Linked DNA regions of Sus scrofa: region 1 is linked to region 2. The links are chromatin contacts, called in public Hi-C maps. All regions are on one chromosome and are shown on one strand. Each heading gives the region's core, a stretch centred on a gene start, on an enhancer-like site or on the middle of the called end of the contact. The rest is flanking DNA. Distances are from core to core; before and after follow the strand shown.

Region 1 (6,847 bases), core at 593-3,092, 90 kb before region 2:
ACAGTGGGCTGTGTGTGGGGGGGGAGGGTCCTCCACATGATCCTTAAAGGATTCCCGTGTGGGTGGGTGTGCGTGGGCACGACTCTGTACTCAGAATTTGAACTCTCGGTCACGTGGGAGCCACGGGACTGCTCTTCGAGACTCTTCTAATAAAATCTGACTACTCAGCCCCCTCCACCGCCTGTCTCTTGTGCCTCACATGGGCCCCTGGCAGCCGCCTGGCAGGCGGGTCTGCCGGGATGAAGCGGGGGGTGGGCTCTATGCTGGCATGCAACCACGGGTGGGCAGTGTCCCGGCCAGTGACCCTCTGGAGGAAGGGCTGGGCACCCACTGAGGGGAGGAGGGAGGAAGGAGGAGGGAGGGGGGAGGGAGGCAGAGCAGAAGCCAGTGTTGAGGGGCAAGGGAACAGGCCCAGAGGCAGGGGAGAAGCAGGGCTTGGGGAAGCAGAGGAGAGGCGGGCTGGAAGGGAGCAGGCCTTGTGGAGCTCCCTGGATGCAGGAGGAGGGGATGCGGTGGGGAGGAGCTGGGGGGCCTGGGTTCCAGCCCTAGACCTCTCTAGCTCCCTGCGGGTGGGGGTGGGGACCTTCCGGCTCTGTCCAGCTGAGAGAGACCAGAAAGCCACAGCCTGCCAGGGATCTCTTGCTGCAGCAAATGGGGCTTAGCTGGCTCCAACGCACAGGAGATGGTGGCCTCTCCCTGCATATCCAACAGCCTTCGCACTTGGACGAGCTCCTGAGGGCACCTTCCTGGACAACCCACAGGTGGCTGCCCAGACTTCCCTGCAGCCCGACTGCTCCCTGGAGCAAAACAGGCAGTGCTGGCAACAAACCTGCCAAGGGCAGGCCTTGCCTTGGAAAGGGCATCTATTTTTAGGCAGGCCACAGGCTGCAGGAACCTGGAGGTGCCCAGGCTGGCCCTCCCTCCTTCCTGCTCGCCTTCCATCCCTGTCTGTCCACCCTGCGGGGGACGTCCAGAGCAGTGCTGCTAGTGGCCTCTGGGGTCCCTGCTGAGCCCTGGGACTGCCGAGCCAGGGATGGGAAGCCCCTCCCACGTCCTCCACATCTACTGCTGTAAGGCAGGCACGTCCATGAACTCAGCAGGGGCAGCACTCAGCAGGGGCAACCGCTGTCCTCGTGGGAGTGCCCCCTGGCCAGGCTGGCCCACAAGGCTGCTAGCCCTCCTGGTGCACCAGCCCCTCCCCCGAATCACCCCTGGAGCTCTGAGTTTTTGTCTCTGGAGGGCCTGTGCTCCTATGGGCCCTACCAGGCAACTGGTAGCACGCTCAAGGCCGGAAGCCAAAGACTCAAAGTAGCTGGTTCAGGGTCACCTAGAGGCAGGTCCAAAGCCACCTTAAGGGCCAACACGGGGCTCTTTCACAAAGCGCCTCGCTGCCTTAGGAGTACACCCATCCCCGAGGTTCTCAGTAACCAGCCCTGGAAGCCCATCCCCAACACCAACTGGGAGCTTTCTCAGCTTGTTCCCTGCAAACTTCCACAGTGTCCCTCTTTTGCCAGAAAAGTAACCTTTTCCAGGCAGGCTCTCGTGCCTTCCCCTGCATTTTCTTGCCCCCTTTTCTTCTTCTTCTTCTTTTTTTTTTTTTTTTTTTGGCTGCGCTGCTGAATGTGGACGTACCTGGGCCAGGGATTGAGCCCCAGCCACAACGCAGACTACATACACCAGACCCTTAACCCACTGCATCACAAGAGATTCTGGGCGGGGCGGGGTGGGGGCTCCTAGGGGGCAAAGTCACCAACTACTCCTTGTTTGCATGGGAAGTGGGGCACCGGCGGCCCTGCGCTCCCAGGGATCCAGGCTGGTGGCGCTCAAGCACCTTTGCCGTAGTTGCCAAGCTTTTCAGTACCACTCGCTGACAGAAGCGGTCCGTCTGGTGGGCTGCAAGCCCCAGGTGCCGCCTCTGCACTTGCTCAGATCACTTGAGGTCAGCATCCGGCCAGCTCAGTGAAGGGACAGCAGAGACGACGACAGCCCAGAGGTTTTGCGTGAGCTGCCCACCGCCGGGTCTCTGGAGCCCGCTTCCTGGCCAGCGCGAGTCGGCGCTTCGAGCTGCAGCGGAGACGGGGGGCGGGGGCCTGCCCGGGATCATTAGCATAATATATGCACAGGAGGCGCTTAACAGTCAAATATATGCGCATATATCTCCATGGCTGATGAGACTGGCCGGGCACATTCAAAATGGCGGAGTGTGGAGCGAGCGGCAGCGGGAGCAGCGGGGACAGCCTGGACAAGAGCATTACGCTGCCCCCCGACGAGATCTTCCGCAACCTGGAGAACGCCAAGCGCTTCGCCATAGATATAGGTCGCTGCGGGCGGGCGAGGGGAGCTGGGCGGCGGGGGTGGGCGTGGGCGCGGGGCCGGCGGGCCGGGGCGGTGGCAAGGACGAAGGGCGGGGCGTGGGCCGCGGCGCCAAAGGCTTGTCGGGCTTTGTAGTCCGCGGCTGCGGGCGCGCATGGCCTATCGGGCCTTGTAGTTCGCTACCGTCTACAGGTGCACGCTAGCCGTGGCAGCGGGACTACAGCTCCCGGCAGGCGCCTCACGACCGGAGCGGGGCATGCCGGGGTTCGTAGTCCCGCGGGAGAGGCTGCCCGGCGGGAGCTCAGGGGCCGGCGGTTTGTCGACCTAGGCGCGGACTCAGGTCGAAAGTGCCCGTGCCCCGCCCCCCCGCAGGGCCCTCCTCCCACCCTGGCGCGCTGGCCCTTGTCTCCGTTGAGGAGGAGGCGCGGCGACCCGGCCGGCCGACCGCCAACGCTAGGCTGCTGTCGCCCTGCCTGCGTGCGGCGCGCTGAGTGGGGCGGCCCTGCCTCTCGCGGTCGCAGCCGATCCGGGCTGCGGCCCGAGCTCGCGTGGTCCGGGACCCCCCAAGGCCTGGCCCATCGTGGCGCTCCTCTCCTGGAGGGGTTGGACCGGCCCGCTCCCCTGTCCTTGGGTGGGTGGGGGGGTCCCTGGAGTCACGGGTTTTGGGGGAGGGGGCCGTCCAGAGAAGTGGGGGCGGAGAGTGGCCCGCGTCCCTAGTCCCCACCTGGAAACCGCAGTGGGCTTTAGGAGACTGGCCTGGAGGCGGGGCAGAGCCAGGCGGGGCGGGGGTGGGGGTGGGCGTGGGCAGCTCTGTGACCTGGAGCTTGTCTCCCCGAGAGGGAACCTGAGGGATCCGTGCTCTGCTGGACGTCGTGCCGGGCTGGGTGGGAGCCCCAGCCCCTGGGAGCCACCTCCCATGTTCTCTGAGCCCTGCCTGCACTGCTGTGGTGGCATTTCCCCGGGGGGCGTGTGCCCTGAGGCCCCAGGCTTGGTGCCGCTTGAGTCTGCTCCAACCAGTTGGCACCTCCCGTTTCTCTTCCCCCCCGGGGTGTTCTGTGTGGCTCCTGGGGCCAGCTTGTGGCCGCAGAGGGAGGAGTGCCTGCCTGGTCCAGTTCCTTGGCAGAAGGACGCTCAAAGGAGTAGTTTCAATGGTTGGCATTTATTTCCTTGTGAGATCCCCCCACCCTGGGGCTGGGTGCTCTGTCTCTGGTTCTTCGAAGGACATGTTTGTTGCTGTGAAGCACAGACTGGCTCATGCAGCTGGTGAGAGGTCACAGGTCAGGGCAGGCAGGGGTCCTCCACCCAGGAGTCCACAAAGCCAGGGTGCTCGTCAGCGTGGGGTTGACAAGCGGGCTTCCGGTTTCCTCTCCCCTCCCCTAGCCTCCCAGTCCAGGAGAGCTCAGTTGCTGGGTCCTAGGCAAGGCTTTTCCTTTCTTGCATGGGGCACCCCTGTCCACTGGTATCCCCTCCCAAAGCGTCTGATGCTTTGTGTCAACACATTCTTGAAGCTGACTTGACTCCAGGTTCCTGTGGAAGGAAGGGTCCCTCAGGTGAAGGCAAGGGGTGTCCTGCCCGCCTTGGTGCCTGGGGTAGAAGGTCAGCCCTGTGCCAGGCCCCCGTGGGTCTGGGCAAACTGGATGGAGGGTCTTGGCTCAGGTTCCTCTTGTCAGTCAGGGATGCCCTGTGGCGTCCACAGTGCTGTGTGCCATCACCTGGTCCCTGCCCTGGTCAGGTGTGACTTGCAGGGGCAGGGGGCCCAGGTTGGCATCCCCTCTCATCCTGAGGGATCCTGGGACTAGATGAGCCCACCTGCGCCCCGCAGGCTCCGCCCTTCTGCTCTGTGCACTGAGCCGTTCAGGGTGACTGTCCTGCTCCGCTTGCACCCAGACCACCATCCAGTGGCTCCTGGGGGGGAGAAGGAGGCATTGCCCCACTCAGGGTGTGTGGTGTGCGGGACCCCCACAAACCCTAACACTGTGTTTCGGTGGTGATTTCAAGCTAAGCTAACACGCTGTCTGAGATGGCACGTCTGTGACCCAGGCCTCTGTTTGTGGTAACTCTCGATGAGCTGCTCACAATGCAGCTTCATCTCTTCGTGTTGCTTGTCCTTTGGGGAAGCCGCTTATTCACAGAGGTGACTCAGGCCCAAGCGCTTTAGTGACGCTGGTGGCCAGGCCATGGGTGGGGGCAGGGAGGAGGGATCAGGAGGCTCCAGGCCAGGTTCGCAGCTTGAGCTCGCGGCCTGGGGCTGAGACAAGCCTGTGCCGCGGTGCTTAGTAACTGAACACGGGGCCCATGAGGCCAGGTCACCGCAGGTCGGGAGGCCCTGGCCATGCTGCCAGGTGGCGGCTCCACCAGGCCAGGTGTGACCGAGCTCACACTGGGGTGGGGTTGACCTGTGTCCCCTGCCGTGGTCCTTGTGACCTTGGTGTCTCCAATATGCTTCCCCCCCCAGACGGTTCTCATACCTTCCCTCAGTGTTTGTCACGAGCCAGCAGTTGTTGACACCTGTAGCCTTCTTCTCATAACGAGGGAGTTCCCTCTGAAAACACAGTTGGTTCCAAAGCCGTCTGGCGGGGCTGAGGCTTCCGCTTCTCCGCTCACCGGCGGGCCTTGAACAGCTGCGAGCTCCCTGGCGCCTCCCCCGAAGCCTCACTTCGGCTCAGGAGAGGGCTCCCCTCATCCTCGGGAAGGACACCCTGGGGGTCTTGACGTGCCGAGGCCTCATCTGTTTCCCCGTGGTCGCCGGGTAACAGGGGGCACCTGGCTTCCAGCGATGCCCTCTGCAGGGCCTCATGGGCGTCCCCGGCCCCGAGCATCTCCCAGGCAGGCCTTCCTGGGCGCTCCCGGTGAGAACAGCCCCCTCCGCCCCTTTCCACAGGCCGCCAGGTGTGTGCTTTTCCATAAACGCAGTGAGTGTGTCCACTCTTGCCCCGGGTCCATCCTCAAGATGAGAGCTTGCAGCAGAATTTCCCAGGCCACCCGTGATCGCCGAGGTCACCCAGAAACAGTCGTTTCCTTTTCCTCTGGACGTGGCGCTGGAGGGGAAATGGGCCCTCTCAGCGCTGGTCAGGGGCCCTTTTCAGAGAAAGCAGAACGTGTGGCTCCTGCAGTTCATCCGCGTCCTCTCTCTGGCCCTGCAGGGTGTTCAAGTTCAAGCAGCATCAGATTCTTTGTGGGCAGGGCCTAGGTCTGGCAGAGGCAGGCGTGTGGAAGGGTGGCCTCTGGGTCCCTTCCAGCCGCTTCTCACCCTGCTGCGCCTGTGTCTCCCGCAGGCGGCTCTCTGACCAAGCTGGCCTACTACTCCACCGTGCAGCACAAAGTGGCCCGAGTGCGCTCCTTTGACCACTCGGGCAAGGTGAGCCTCCTGGCGGCCTCGCGGTGGGGAGCTTCCTGCCGATAACCCTTCCCTGCCGCCCCGCTCAGCGCCCCGCCATCCTGGGCCCTGGCAGAAGTGCCCCCGGCCTGCTCGCTCTGCCCTGCCTGCTCTGCCTCCCTCCTGTGGGGACTCGAGGGTCCCACGTCCCTTCGGGTGACCGAACTGCTGCTGGGGTGCTAGGGGTGGCCTAGAGCCAGCCCCTCCCTGAGGCGGCACGCGCGGGTCCCCGCCTGCATCCCCAGGACACAGAGCAGGACCACGAGCCACCCTACGAGATCTCCGTCCAGGAGGAGGTCACCGCCAGGCTGCACTTTGTCAAGTTCGAGAACACCTACATAGAAGCCTGCCTGGACTTCATCAAGGACCACCTGGTTAACACCGAGACGAAGGTCATCCAGGCGACCGGGGGCGGGGCGTACAAGTTCAAAGACCTCATTGAAGAGAAGCTGCAGCTGAAGTAAGTGGGACCCAGTCGGGCTCTGAGGAGGTGGCCGCAGTGCCCCAGGCCCTGCAATTCCCGCGTAGCCCAGCTCAGGGAGCTTCAGGTGGCGGCTGGGGGCCAGGCTCTGGGCCGGCTGCAGCAGGATGCTGGGGGTTGACCCTCCGAGTGGCTCAGGGGACCGAGGACCATGGGTGGGCACGTGGGGAGGGGCGAGGGCCGAGAGGAGGGAGATGGAGCCTCGAGACCACGTCTGCTGTGTTCCCATGGCAACGCAGCGATCCCCGGCCCCCGGGGGCCCTGGCCCTGTCGTGGGAGCAGAGGCTGGGGCCATTCGTGCCCCAGCCAAGTGCCGGGCCCTCAGGTTCCTGCAGCTGGCCCACCCCCGAGTCTCGCAGGGCCAGGTGGTGACTTCGCGAGCTGCCCGGCAGGCTGTTTCCGAGAGCCAGGTGTGCTGTTGGAGCCAGAAGGCGAGCCCGGGCTGGCAGCACCGGGCTGCGGGCCGAGGCTGTGCCATGGCCCCGCTGGTTGCAGTGGCCGGCCCTCCCTCTCAGGGTTGACAAGGAGGACGTGATGACCTGCCTGATAAAGGGCTGCAACTTCGTGCTGAAAAACATCCCGCACGAGGCGTTCGTCTACCAGAAGGACTCCGACCCCGAGTTCCGGTTCCAGACGAACCACCCCAACATCTTCCCGTACCTTCTCGTCAACATCGG
Region 2 (6,563 bases), core at 3,302-5,801:
GTCCGGGGCAAAGAGGATGCCAGCGGCCGGGCGTTGGGGTGGGGTCCTCTGCCTGAAGTGGGAGCCTGGGGGCAGGGCTAGGAGCCCGTGACCCCCAATGGGCCCAGTGTGGGGGGCTCCTGTGGGGAGGGTTCTCCAGGCCCGGGGGTAGGGGGGAGTGGGACAGCCCTGCTGAGGCTGTGAGCACAGGTAATAAACCAAGACAACAGACAGAGCCACCAGCTCCAGGAAGGGAAACGCCACCCAAGGCCACGGCAGCCGTCGCCCACCCACCTCGCTGCCCTGCTCTGCCGCGGCGGACCCACAGAGCATCCTGCGCTGCCCACCCGAATTCCAGACCAACCCAGGGACCCACCGGCCCTCGCGGCGTCTGCAGACCTGGGGCGACAACCCGTGTCCTCCGTCCCCCAGAGCCTCCAATGAACTGGGGGAAAGGCTGCTGCCTGATTAAAGAGGGCACACACTGGACCCAGGGCCCCCCACCCCAGGAGGAGCTGTGTGGTAACAAGCCCCCCTCTGTGGCACGCCCTGCAGTCTGGTCCAGGGACAGGGCCGAGGCAACGCCTGCCCCCAGCCTCTGCCCCGAGGCCCCTCCCAGGCCAGGGCCACAGGGCCAGACCCCTGTCCCTTCCCCACCTCCGGAGCGGGTCCGTGTCCTGGCCCCTCTGAACTTTGACCTTCAGCTCTGCCCTAGGGGTGGTGCCCCTTCCCTGCTGGGCCCCTCGGGCTCGATTCCTGTGTCCTGCTCCTTGAAGCCCTGACAGTGGCCCCAGAGCTCTGGGCCAGCTGTGCTCCTGTCAGACACACCATTGGGCCAGGACGCGGGCCTCTCCGTCCCAGGCCAGCAACAGGGACACGCTGGCCCTTGCCACAGGCAGGGTTCCTAGCCAGCTGCCGGTGCCCTGCAACCTCGTACCATCACTTCCTAGGCCAGCCCAGGCCCCAGGCAGCCCTTGACCTGACGCCAGCTAACGAGTCATGGACAGAACACCACGGCAGGTCCCGAAGCAGGGCCTCCCCTGCCAGCGGCCCCCACACTGGGGGAGGCCTCCGCCCGAGGGGTTGTGGGAGCCCCAGCTCAGTTCTGGGGGTGCCACCCACCTATGGCGGTAACTCACCTCCTAGTCCAGGCACCCTCATCCTTGTGGGGGAAAAGTGACTCCGGCTCAGATCGTCACTGTTGGACAACAAGACACGTGAACATGGGGAGACGTCGACAAGGCTCTTGACTTCGGCAGAAGGGCGCGGGCGCTCCAAAAGCGCGCGCAAAAGCGGGAAGAGCCCCCATTTATCCCGATCGCAGGTGATGGACCTGCCCCTTCCCATGGGTCAGGTCAGGGCGCACATTCTTCTTGGTTGGCTAACTTGAAACAAACGGTTACTGCGGGAGTTCCCGTCATGACTCAGTGGTTAACAAATCCAACTGGGAACCATGAGGTTGCAGGTTTGATCCCTGGCCTCGCTCAGTGGGTTAAGGATCTGGCGTGGCCGTGAGCTGTGGTGTAGGTCGCAGATGCGGCTCGGGTCTGATGTTGCTGTGGCTGTGGTAGAGGCTGGCGGCTGCAGCTCCAATTAGACCCCCAGCCTGGGAACCTCCATATGTCACGGGAGCGGCCCAAGAAATGGCAAAAAGATAAAAAGAACAAAAAAATTACAAATTAAAGAGGGCGGTGAGGTGGGTGTCTCAGGAAAGCAGGAAGACGTCCTTTGATAGAAAAGACTCATGTTAATTCTCACATCCTGAGCCCGCCCTGTGCCCACCGCACTCCCACCCTGAGCACCTCCAGGGACCAGACCCGCGGCTGCCGCCACCACCACCACCACCACCACCACCACCGGCTGGAGGAATGTTCTCGGGGTTTGTCCCAAGGGAGTCTCTCTGCCCTGATGGTCATTGGGGTCAGGGCAGGGCGGTGGGCTCTTTCCCAGCCCCACACCCACCCAGGCTGGGGCTGCAGGGGACGGAGGAAAGAAGCCACGCCAGCCCCACACCCGGGGCCAGAGCTGGAGCTGCCCACAACGCACCCCCACCTCCGACAGGAGGCACCCCCTCAAAGGACAGCAGGGCCCACCTCTGCTCAGCACCCCCGAGGCACCTGCCCAGTCAGGGATGGCAGCAAGGCTGGTGCCGCTTTCCCATGTCCCCCGGCCCCTCTGCCACCCCTGGACGATGAGAGGCACGTGCTCCCCCTCTTAGGACAGGTCGAGGAACCGGGGGTCCAGGGAGGGCTCTGCGGGAGCTCCATGCCCTGCCCCCACCTAGGACAAGGGTGCACACAGTCCCATGTCCGGCAGCCACGGAAACCCTGAGCCCTGGAGACTCGCGGGGAAGTTCACACGGTGAGACCGCCTTGGCTGGCGTCAGAGGCCTGGAGCCCACCCATCCTGCCCTGCCTTCCGTGGGCCAGGCCAGACCCCACGGCAGCCACCCAAGCAAGAAGGCCTCCCAGCAGAATGACCCAGACCAGGTGGCCAGCCGGCCAGCTGGCCACCGGCTTGCCCACCAGGCTGCCCACCTCGTTCTCCTTTGGTTCTGATCCAGATTCACTCTCAGGGTGAAACTCTACCCGCTGACCTGCTGGAGCAGATGGGCCAACGGCGCCACCTGCTGGCCATTCTTGAATTTGATCCTAAACCCAAGTCATCTTCCTGGGGGCCCTGGGGACCTGGGGGCAACCCCAAACAGCAAGCCCCCCACAGCACCAACCAGGAAACTGAGGAGGTCTGAACCCAGCTGGATCCCAGGCCCCATGTCCCTGAGAACAGACACTCAGTAACATTTACGGCCTCACCCAGCCCGGTGAGTGTGCCAGTGAGAAGACAGGGGAGGATGCTGTCCTGGGCAGGGAGCTGGGACCTGCCAGTGGGGTGCGGTGCCCAGGGAAGTGCCCACCCCTCAGGCTTCCTGAAGGAGCCAGCTGGTGATCTTGAGAAAGGGGACAAAACCTCCTCCAGGGAGTTCGCATCGTGGCTCAGCAGTAACGAAGCCAACTAGTAGCCATGAGGATGAGGGTATGATCCCTGGCCTTGCTCCATGGGTGAAGGATCAGGCGTTGCTGTGAGCTGTGGTGTAGGTCACAGACGCAGCTCAGATCCCGTGTCTCGTGAGCTGTGGTGTAGGCCGGCACCTGTAGCTCCGAGTAGATCCCTAGCCTAGGAATTTCCATATGCCACAAGCGTAGACCTAAAAAAGACCAACAAATAAAAATAAAAAATAAAAAATACTCCAGCTCCAACTTGGTGCCAGTGGACACAGGCCAGGGCGTCTCTGTGGTCAGGAAGGAGCAGTGTGTTTCAGCCTGTTGGGTGAGGACTGACCAGAAATTTCTGAGGCATCAGTGTCTCCCCCAGGCCCCGCTTGTGAGTCTGTCCACCCCAGGCTGGAAGCCAAAGGAGCAGGCAGCCTCTGCGTTCAGGAAACAGGGTGTACCCACAGGCAGGGGTGCCACTCTGAAGGGACAGAGGCGCTTCATTAGCAGGAAGGACTGTGGGACCATCCAGCTTCTGCCCCTTCCCTCTAAGAGCTGCCTACAGCTGTGGGGCCCCGATAAGCTCTAGACTGTGCCCACAGCTCAATTCCAGGGGGTTGAGCTGCACCAGCCTGGGCACGTACCCACAGCTGATGCCGGGATACAGGAGCAGAAGTGAAGCCAAGAGCTGCAGCCTGTCTCAAGCCACGGCCTGCTGGCCAAAGTCACTGCTGGTGACTCCCCCACCCCCTAGGTTCACCTGCATTTTTTCTCTCCTGCTGGTCCCACAGCCCCCCCTTTGTGCCCACAGGACGGGGCCCTTTTTCACTGGGACCCCTCTGGTCTGGGGCACAGATGCAGATGTTGTGACCTGCTCCAGGCCCAGAGCCCTCAGGGTGCCCCACTTCCTCCTCCCACTGTCCTCCCCCGGGGCTCCTCCCTGGGTCCTCCTTGCAGCTCAAATCCAGCTGTGCCTGTGCCCAGGTGCTAGTCTCTCCTACCTCTGTCCCCCCTAGTGCATGGCCTCCCAAGGCCCCCAAGTCTCCCTCGGTCCCACTTATGAGAGCAGCTCAGAGAGGTCAGGGGTCTGCACTTGTGGGGCCTGGGGGGCCACCAGTATAAACACCGTAGTTCAAGAATCCGTACTCCTGGCCCCGCCCTGGGCCCCAGATCCTATTCCGCCAGCCCGCGGGGGGCGGGGGGTGGTCGCAGGGATTAGAGCACAAGGGATGCCAGCACCCCGCGGAGGGCACTGCAAGGAGAGGGAGCAACGCCCTCCTCACTTCCTGCCCCAGAGAGCGGACGACTGTCTCCGCACCGGGGAGGGCGCCCGCGCCGGCTCTGACGTTCCTCGCAATACCTGAGGGCTGTCCCCATGGCCCCTCGCCCCCATGCCCCGCCTATCCGCCCCTCCTGCTCTGCGCCTGCCCTCCCCCGGGCCGCGATCGCCCCGCACAGACCCGACCCGGCACAGAGCCGGGCGGGCTCGGCTTTGGCCTCTGCCGCCCCGCCCCGCCCCGCCCCGCCCCGCCCCGCCCCGCCCCGCCCCGCCGGCTCGGCCCCGCCCCGCGCGCTGTGACGCTCAAGGTCTGTGCCGCGCGCCACGCCGAGCCCGAGCCCCGGCCGTCATCTGGCGCCGCCGCGTGGGCGTGGCCGTCTCCGTGTCGCCGAGGCCGCAGGTCCCTTCGACTCCAAGCCCTCGGCGATGGCTCTTACGGCCGCCAGCCCCCCGGAGGTGGTCCGTGCGGCGCAGAAGGACGACTACTACCGCGGCGGGCTGCGGAGTGCGGCGGGCGACGCCCTGCACAGCCTGGCGGGTGAGGCCTCTGGGGGGGCCCGCGGGTGGTCCTGGGCGCCAGGCTGGGGGGCCAGGCGGGCGGACGAGCCCCAAACCCGTCGGCTCGGCCACCGCGGGCTCGGCCAGGCCCTGCGCGCCGCGCTGAGACCTGAGCTGCAGGAAGAAGCGAGCGCCTCGGTCTTCGCCCCCGGCTGCCGGGGGCGGGGTGGGGATCAGGCGCCAGCTGTGGGAGCGTCCACGGCTCTGGGGACACACGAAGGCCCCCGTTGAGCAGCGGCAGTGGAGCCCAGTGGACGGACGAAAGCCTGGGGTGGATTTTGGCCCACAGCTGGGCTGCTACTCGGAACAGCCGAGGCGAGGCCGGACCGTAGATTCGGGACTTGGGTGGCCGTCAGCAGGGAGGCACCCACTTGTGTATTTATTTTTGCTAATTTTTTGCCTTACTTTGTGTCAGACCCTGTTCTCTGTGCTTCAGAACATTAACTTCTTTTATTCTGAACACATCCCTGCAAGTTAGGACCTGTTACTGACAGGGAAATGTTGTAACTTGCCTGAGGTCACTGCCATTGTTGTGGGGAGCTAGGATTTGATGCTGGACGGTGGGCTCAGCTTGAGCTTCTGGTCACTGTACTACCCCGTCTGTCCTTGTGGCCCTTCTGGGCTCTGGAACAGTTGCCCAGGTGGGTCCTGGAGGGGGAGAGGGCTGTTGGTGGGTAGGTTCTCAGGACACTCAGCGGCCCAGGTGAGGCAGGTATGGATGGAGCAGAGTGGACAGCACAGAAGGCCAGGGAGAGAACAGAGTGTGGTTTAGACCAGTCTCAGCCATTGGAGCGGGGACTGGGCGGGGCCCTGGCAGCAGGAGAGAGAGCTGTTTCTAATTCTCACCAGCGCACCGCCTCACCCCCCGGCCCTCAGTAACAGGCTCTCTCTTCTCTCAGGTGCGAAGAAGTGGCTGGAGTGGAGGAGAGAGCTCGAGCTGGTGTCGGATGTAGCCTACTTCGGCCTCACCACACTTGCAGGTAGCAGCCCCAGGCGGGACCGAAGGACCCACGACACACCCAGAGGACAGGAGAGGGGCTGCCAGCCAAGGAAGGAGCTTCTGGAGGTGCTTCCTGGTGTCCCTGGCCCAGACCAGCCTCAGGGAAGCAGAGCCCCTTCCCTGGATGAGAGGCCAGGCCCAAACCCAGGCCAGGGCCCCTGGAAACTGAGAGTCCTGTCATGCAGGCCCCGGGACTGTGTGTCTGTGGCTGAACTCATGGCCCCGGGGGCCCGCCCTGAGGGAGCCTCGTCTTTTAGAGGAGGGGCGGCCGTGGTAGAGGGAAGGAGATTGCTGCCAGGTCCCCATCCCCCACAGGCTACCAGACCCTTGGGGAAGAGTACGTCAGCGTCGTCCAGGTGGACCCGTCCCAGAGCCGAGTGCCCTCCAGGCTGCGCCGCGGGATCCTGGTGGCTCTGCACACCGTCCTGCCCTACGTGCTGGACAAGGCCCTGCTCCACTTGGAGCACGAGCTGCAGGTGGCCGGCGACAGCACCCGGCCCACGCAGGGCAGCCTGGCGCCCACTGCACGCAGCCAGTCAGCCCCAAGGCGCTGGGTGCGCAGGCGGACGGCCACCCTGACGGAGCAGCAGCAGAGGGCGCTTCTGCAGGCCGCGGGGATGCTCAGGCAGGTCCTTGGCTGCCTCCGGCGGCTCCACGTTGCCTGGTTCTACATCCACGGTGCCTTCTACCACCTGGCCAAGAGGTTCACTGGCATCACCTATGTAAGTAACTGGTGCCACCTGGACCTGCTCGGTTC

The links. Hi-C and Micro-C count contacts between places; a contact is called where the count stands out from the background.
Region 1: a Hi-C map of liver shows a contact between it and region 2, with 7 times the contacts expected there. The contact joins the promoter of PANK4 here to the promoter of PEX10 in region 2. A contact is called at or near these places in 1 of 5 promoter capture datasets (liver), 5 of 47 Hi-C or Micro-C datasets (heart right ventricle, liver and skeletal muscle) and 1 of 2 datasets of contacts at active chromatin or transcription factors (skeletal muscle).

What each region holds. Positions count from the first base shown.
Region 1 is chr6:64,402,438-64,409,284 of Sscrofa11.1, reverse strand. PANK4 (pantothenate kinase 4) reads left to right here and starts at 1,842. Exons shown (of 19, transcript XM_003356124.5): 1 at 1,842-2,317; 2 at 5,589-5,671; 3 at 5,935-6,149; 4 at 6,686-6,847. The coding sequence starts at 2,194. HES5 (transcription factor HES-5) reads left to right here. Exons shown (of 3, transcript XM_021097834.1): 3 at 1-175.
Region 2 is chr6:64,315,681-64,322,243 of Sscrofa11.1, reverse strand. PEX10 (peroxisome biogenesis factor 10) reads left to right here and starts at 4,551. Exons shown (of 7, transcript XR_002344849.1): 1 at 4,551-4,786; 2 at 5,706-5,786; 3 at 6,122-6,563.